Linked DNA regions of Anas platyrhynchos: region 2 is linked to region 1. The links are chromatin contacts, called in public Hi-C maps. All regions are on one chromosome and are shown on one strand. The core of a region is the stretch at or near the end of the contact, and the rest is flanking DNA. Distances in the headings are between cores, read along the strand shown. Region 1 holds the start of ZNF326 (zinc finger protein 326). Region 2 holds the start of KYAT3 (kynurenine aminotransferase 3).

Region 1 (3,113 bases), core at 51-2,550:
TTCTTCTTTTCCCATGCCTGCATGAGAGGGAAACATCCTCTGACCTTGTTTCTGCTGCTTTCTTTTCAATCTAAGCAGCATGAATTGAATATAGAAGAAAATATGAGAAATTTCCATGACAAAATAAAATACCGATGTATGCAAAGAGCAACATCGTAAGTGAAGCCTGCGCTCCCTCCCATCCCTGCTCCTCCGACACCTCATGGTTCTGCCTCGGACCGTGCAGGAGCTCACGTTGACATGCCCAAGGTGAGAAGGCAGCCTCACTCCCCACCAGTTACAACTCCTCCAGAACACAACACGTGCAGCCACACCGCGTTACGTACTTTCAACACCCCTTTTTAACATCTTTGGCAACACTGACTGCTCAGCCCCAACGCTTTTTTAGAGGTTAGACGTATTTATAGCTCATACCTGAGACTGACCCACTGGGCATGTTCACACCACAATGCATGGGGGTATCTGGGAACCTCCAATCTCTGTCTTCAGCTGGAGAGGATGGGTCAGTGAGAATGACTTAGTGCTTTGCGAGAGCTCGCGGGGAGACACCGGGAGCCGCGCCGACAGGCGGCTCTCGCTGCTGGCGGCTCTCCTGGCACGACCCCTCACGGAGCTCGCCCCGAGCTCCCCCCGGCCCTGCCCGCGCCGCCGCCGCCCCATCCCCCACCGCCGCCACCACCGCCGCCGCCGCCGCCTCCCCCTCGCCCCCCGCTCTCCCCGCGCCCCCCGGGCGCCTCAGCTCGCCCCCCGCCCCTCCCGCCCGCCCGCCCGCCCGCCCGGTCCCGGGAGGGCCCCTCGGGCCCCTCCGCGCTCCTCAGCCCTCCTCTGCCCTCCTCCCGCGCAGCCCGCCCGCCGCCGGCCGCCACCGCAGCTCCCCCGGCCCCGGAGGGGCGGCGAGGAGGAGGACGAGGAGGTGCGTGCGGGGAAGGGGGGGAGGTGGGGGGGGGCGCCCTGCACGCAGCGAGGCGGCCGCGGCCATGCGGGGCGGCGGCCGGGCGCTCACCTTCCCCGTAGTCCATGATGGCGGCGGGCCCCGCTCCCGGCGGCTGGCGGCCGCGGCTGGCAATGGCGCCCTCCGCCACAACGCGGCCAGGCGGAGCCTGCGCGCCGCCGGGGAGCGCGCCGATTGGCCCGGCTGCCGCGTCACGTGAGCGGCGCGGCCCGAAGGGAGAAAGGGGCCGCGGCCGCCCCAAGCGCCGGCGCCCGGTGCCCGGATCGGCGGGGTCATGAGGAGGGAGGCTGCGCGGCGGCCATGTTAGGTGCTGGCAGCCGCCATTTTGCGTCATGGCAGTGGGCCTTATCTCGCTTGAAGGCGCCGCGGGGTTATCAGCGGTGGAACAGCCGCGTCCTCGCCGCGCCTTCTGTAGTCCCAACGCTCTCTGTCGTCCCACACGCCCTTTGGCCCCAGTGAAAGCAAAAACAGCAAACTCTGCCCTCGGTACACGAGGACCACAACGTGCCCTTACCCTGAGCTGGAGGCCAGGCGGTGCTTGGCAGGGGCGAGTCCCCGCGGCGAGGAGCCTCGTCCCGTGCCAGCCCAGCACAGGGGCTGCTGCTGCTGTGTGCGAGTATGCGGCTGTGCCCATCTCCTGCATGGCTGTGTTAGGGCAGCAGCTTGGTGGCGGTACGCAGAGGAGTTACTTGCACTGCCCCCTCCTCAAAGCTGCTGACATGGCAGCACTGCCCTCGTGCCCCCACGGCCCTTTGGGCTGCCTCGGGGCCTTGCCAGGAGGAGCACTGCAGGTAGCTAGGAATAGGCCTCGATATTCACTCTTCCCCCCAAAAATAGCAAACGCACATAATCCTGTGTTGAAGTATAGCCTCCCTGTGACAGTCCCCTTCCATGAACCTCCCATTAACACCAATTCATCCATGAATCCCAGGACAAGCTATTTTAGTTTCTGTAACAGGCCACGTTGAAGAGGTAAAACAGGCTAAAGGTAAACACAGGCTTCATTCAATTCAAGCTAGTTGTAAGACACCACTTTTCTCCTCCCGTAGCCAAACGTTTGAGAGAAAAACAAACAAAAACATACATCATGCAACAAAAAGCAAAGACCTTTGTGAGACTCACATGCTGAGAAATGTTTCATTCCTTGTTTCTTAATATTTTATACATTCCTGAATGGGGGGGGGAGGGGGGAAGGGGAGGAGTATGTGAGAGAGCAGCAATGAGCAGATCGGACAGAAAAGCTAGGGCGTTGTCTCTGAGGACGAGCTAGAGACACACCTTCTGGTTGTAATGGTGGCCAAAGTCACTATCTCTTGATTTTTGGTTTTGTCAGGGAAACAGGACTTCACTTTTCAGTAGCTAACAGGCTTGAATCAAAAACTGACAATTTCTCTACATCTGAAAAGTAATAAAAACCCCATTGTGGGAAAGGAAGGTTTGACTAACCTAGGTCCAGAGTCCAAGCTTTTTATTAAGCTAAAACCTGAGTCTGACACAGCAGTCAGACGTTTTCCCTCCCCAAGCTCTGGATGGCAGCAGATGCGAATATACTTGAGCCACAGACTTTGGATACAGCTGAGCGAAAAGCACTGTAGCCTGTAGATTTCCCTGTTGAGCTCTCCTCTGCTAAACCTCGTCTCCTGTTTCTCTCTCAGCATCACCAGAGAAATACACACAGAGAAAATGGTTATTCCCTGCCAAAGGGAAGCTTTCCTCCAGCCTCACCACTGACTTCTCAGCCAAGGATACAGTATGCTTGGGCAGAACAGAGTGATTTCTAGGGCCAAACAGTCCAGATACAGACTTGATTGTGGACCCATCCCTTTACACATGCACCCTTGTGCAAACCAGACAAGTTTCTTGCATTGAATATGAGATTTACACAGTGGGAATTTTCCTGTACATTCAAGGCTGTATGTCTCACATTTTCAACATAGCAGTCCCTTTTCTACAACCTTTCTTGCTCTACTGGACACTAGCTGTTCAGCCTGATCTGTGGCCTTGTGCTTGTGAACAGGAATGAGCAGATCTGTGCACAGATGTACAGTACAAGCAGTTTTGCTGGAGGGCACCTGCAGGGAGTGCCATGGGCCGTCTGTCTCAGTAAGCCTGCCAAAAGCCTGCAAACCCCTTACCATAATCTTCAAAATTCTAAGATTTT
Region 2 (2,982 bases), core at 240-2,739, 150 kb after region 1:
ATACTATCTTCCTTAAAGAAAAAAGAAAAAAATAATAAATAGTGGTCAGACCAACAACTTTTTTTCTCTCAAGAACATAAGAGAACAAACATGCAAATTTCAATGAATTACGTGAAACCTACTGAAATTGAAATGGTTACTACGTAAAATACATGCTAGCATGAAACTCTGCGATAAGCACTGTTACCTAGCTACAACAGGATGTTTTAAAAACACTAGGGAAAACCCTTAAGAGAACTTGCAGCCTATCCTAACTCCTGGTTCTACACTGCAGCCCTTCTCCCTCCTGCTCTCTCTCCTACCACATCCCTCGCTGTGGTCAGCACCGCAGCTGCTGAAGAAAAGTCCTACTTGGGAGAACTCTTCCATTCCTCCCAGGGCCTGCTGAGCGAAGAAAATGCATACAATTTACGGAGACAATACATAATAAATTATATGAGTGATATATTGTAATGTTACATTACTTAAGCCTTGTGAGCTCTCTCCCTTCCCCCCCAAAAAAACTTTATGAGCGCAGACAAAACAGATAAGCAATCCTTTGACCAGTCGCCCTCCCTGCTAAGCAGGTACAGAGAGGAGACTTGTGAGACACGGGGAAGGGAGCGACGCCTTATCTTATCGCTTCAGCTAGCAGGCAGGGGAAGCCAGGAGTCAGCAGAACACGCCGCTGAAACGCCTGAAAACGCAAGTGAGCACGGAGCTCCCGGCTCGCTGCAGCGTTACCCAGGGCTGCTGCTTGACAGGACCGCACCAGGTGCTAAGGCGAGCACGGCGAGCGGAGCAGCACGGTTAACGGCAGCCTCCACGTAGACCCGAGCCCCGGGGAAGCCCGGTTCGGTGCTTTACCCCCCAGGCCCCGCAGCACGGGCTGACCGTCCCCCGGACACGCCGCCACCGGGCGCCAGGAGGGTTCCCCGGAGCAGCCGGGCCGGGCGGCAGCGCGGAGGCCGCGGCCAGGGCCCAGCGGAGCCCGGGGCGGGGCGGGGCAGGGGCAGGGGCAGGTGCCGCCGCCACACCTGGCCCTGGAGGCGGGCGCGCAGCGGTACCGGCACCGGGCGCGGCGCCTCCTCCCGGCCCCACCCGCACGGCGCCAGCCCCAGCCCCAGCCCCAGCCCCATTCCCCTGGGGCGAGCGGGAGGGCGCGGGGCCGCTCCCCGCAGGCCGTGGCGATGCGGCACCTGCCGGCGGCGGCTGCCCCGCGCTTACCTGGCCGCGCCGCCGAGCCTCGCCTCGCCTGGTCTCTCCTCTCCCCGAGCCGAGCCGCCCCGAGCCGTGCCCACCGCCAGCGCCCGTCAGCCCGCAGCGCAGCGCGAGGCACCGGCTGCAACCGGCGCTCCTCGGCTCCGGACCCGCCCCGCCGCGCGTCACCGCCCGCGCCGCCCAATGGGGCTTGCGGTCGGCGGGCCCGCTGACAGGCCGCGGGGCGGCGGCGGCCCGGGCGGACAAAGGCGGCGCCGCGCACCTGCGGCCCGGCCCGGCCTGAGGGCGGCTCGGCAGGCACCGGGCGGGAGGCTCGGCCGAGGGAAGGGCCCAGCCCCGGAGACCTCCCCGGGGCCCTGTGGGAGCACCCAGGCTCGTCCGGCACCGGTCCTGTCAGCGGGTCGGGTGCGCGCGGTGCCCGTCCTCCTGCTGAGCGGCACAGCCCAGCGCCGCGCTGCTGCGGAGCCAGACCCTACCGCGGCCGGTCAGGTCCAGCCCAAAGCAGGTAACGTTGTACAGAACTCCACAAGTATACACGCTTAAAAAAACAACCCACGCACCATAAGTTTTTTGACTTTCCTGCCTCACTTCCTCTTTCTCCAGCTGACAGTGCTATTCCCACCTTCAGCCCTGTCTGAAAAGCTGCTTCTGCAGGGCTAAATGCGAGAAAGCCTGCAAAAAGGGGCTGATTTCTACCCATATTCCTCTCAATACCTCAGCAAATGGGGTGTTTCTGCCTCTTCTTAGTCACACGCACAAACATCTCGATCTGCTCAAGAAATTTTCCTGCAATATTTTCATTCTTAGCCACCCCACTGCAAAAAATCTATTCAGAAACATATTTACAACATAATTATACTCCTTACATTCATTCTGCTACAATAATGTTTGTTAATTGTCTAGTCACCAGCTAGGAAAAAGGATCTATTTTCAAAATACTGCTTTTCCCCCATAAAATACCAAAACCCTTTTCCTCACAGGTATACAACCCCCCCTTCGTTTAAGCAGCACAGACTCTAGATTTTGTGGAAATAAATTGCAAATTGTATGGAGCACACAATTATCTATTATTATTCAACTTAAGGAAACTATTAAAATACAACATATTTCTGTGCAAAACAAGTTTTGGAACACAAACATTGCCGTTGAGCCAAAACTGAAACTACTTACAAATAAAAGTGAAACTGGTGTTTTAACCCAAACGTACAGACCTGCTAATGCAAATATGTATGTTGTAAAAAAAGCACACATTTGTTTTTCCAGTTTGCAGCCATATTGGTAGCTTAGTAGAGAATGTGTTTGTTTTGCATTTGTTTCAGGCTGATTGGTGTTACTTATGATGATACAATTTGATGAATAGTAATTTAATGTCAGAGGTGACAGTAGCGAGACATTTTCTGCAATTTATTCTCTAAGAAGCATTCTTAAAGTTTGGTAAGCATTAGCTAGGCCAGCCGTCTTCCTAAGAGACCCTTCTGTTTCTTGACCTGCCACCTTCATACCCTTCATGTATCTTGATTTCCACCATCAAGATAAATCATCTGCTCTGCTAGCATTTCCCTGATTAATGATTTCATCCATTTTCCCTTCTTGGAACTGTTTACCCTTTCTGTAAGCAAACTAAATAAAAGTATATCTTATTCTATAATTTTTATTTCTACTTACTTAAAATGAAATGTCTGTCTCTATGATCTGCCACGCTTTTCTTTTTTTGTCAGCAATAGGCTAGGAAGACAAATTAATATTTCATTAAATTATAAAACCAGGAACACTTTGTTGTGC

Evidence for each region. A called contact is a pair of places that touch in the nucleus more often than the background predicts.
Region 2: a contact with region 1 is called in a Hi-C map of subcutaneous adipose tissue, with 3 times the contacts expected there. The contact joins the promoter of KYAT3 here to the promoter of ZNF326 in region 1. A contact is called at or near these places in 2 of 8 Hi-C or Micro-C datasets (liver and subcutaneous adipose tissue).

What each region holds. Positions count from the first base shown.
Region 1 is chr8:23,198,213-23,201,325 of IASCAAS_PekinDuck_T2T, forward strand. It overlaps ZNF326 (zinc finger protein 326), which reads right to left and starts at 1,301. Exons shown (of 12, transcript XM_027463703.3): 1 at 1,004-1,301. The coding sequence starts at 1,286.
Region 2 is chr8:23,346,767-23,349,748 of IASCAAS_PekinDuck_T2T, forward strand. It overlaps KYAT3 (kynurenine aminotransferase 3), which reads left to right and starts at 1,490. Exons shown (of 14, transcript XM_038183375.2): 1 at 1,490-1,705. The region is part of intron 1 of LRRC8B (leucine rich repeat containing 8 VRAC subunit B); the gene reads right to left.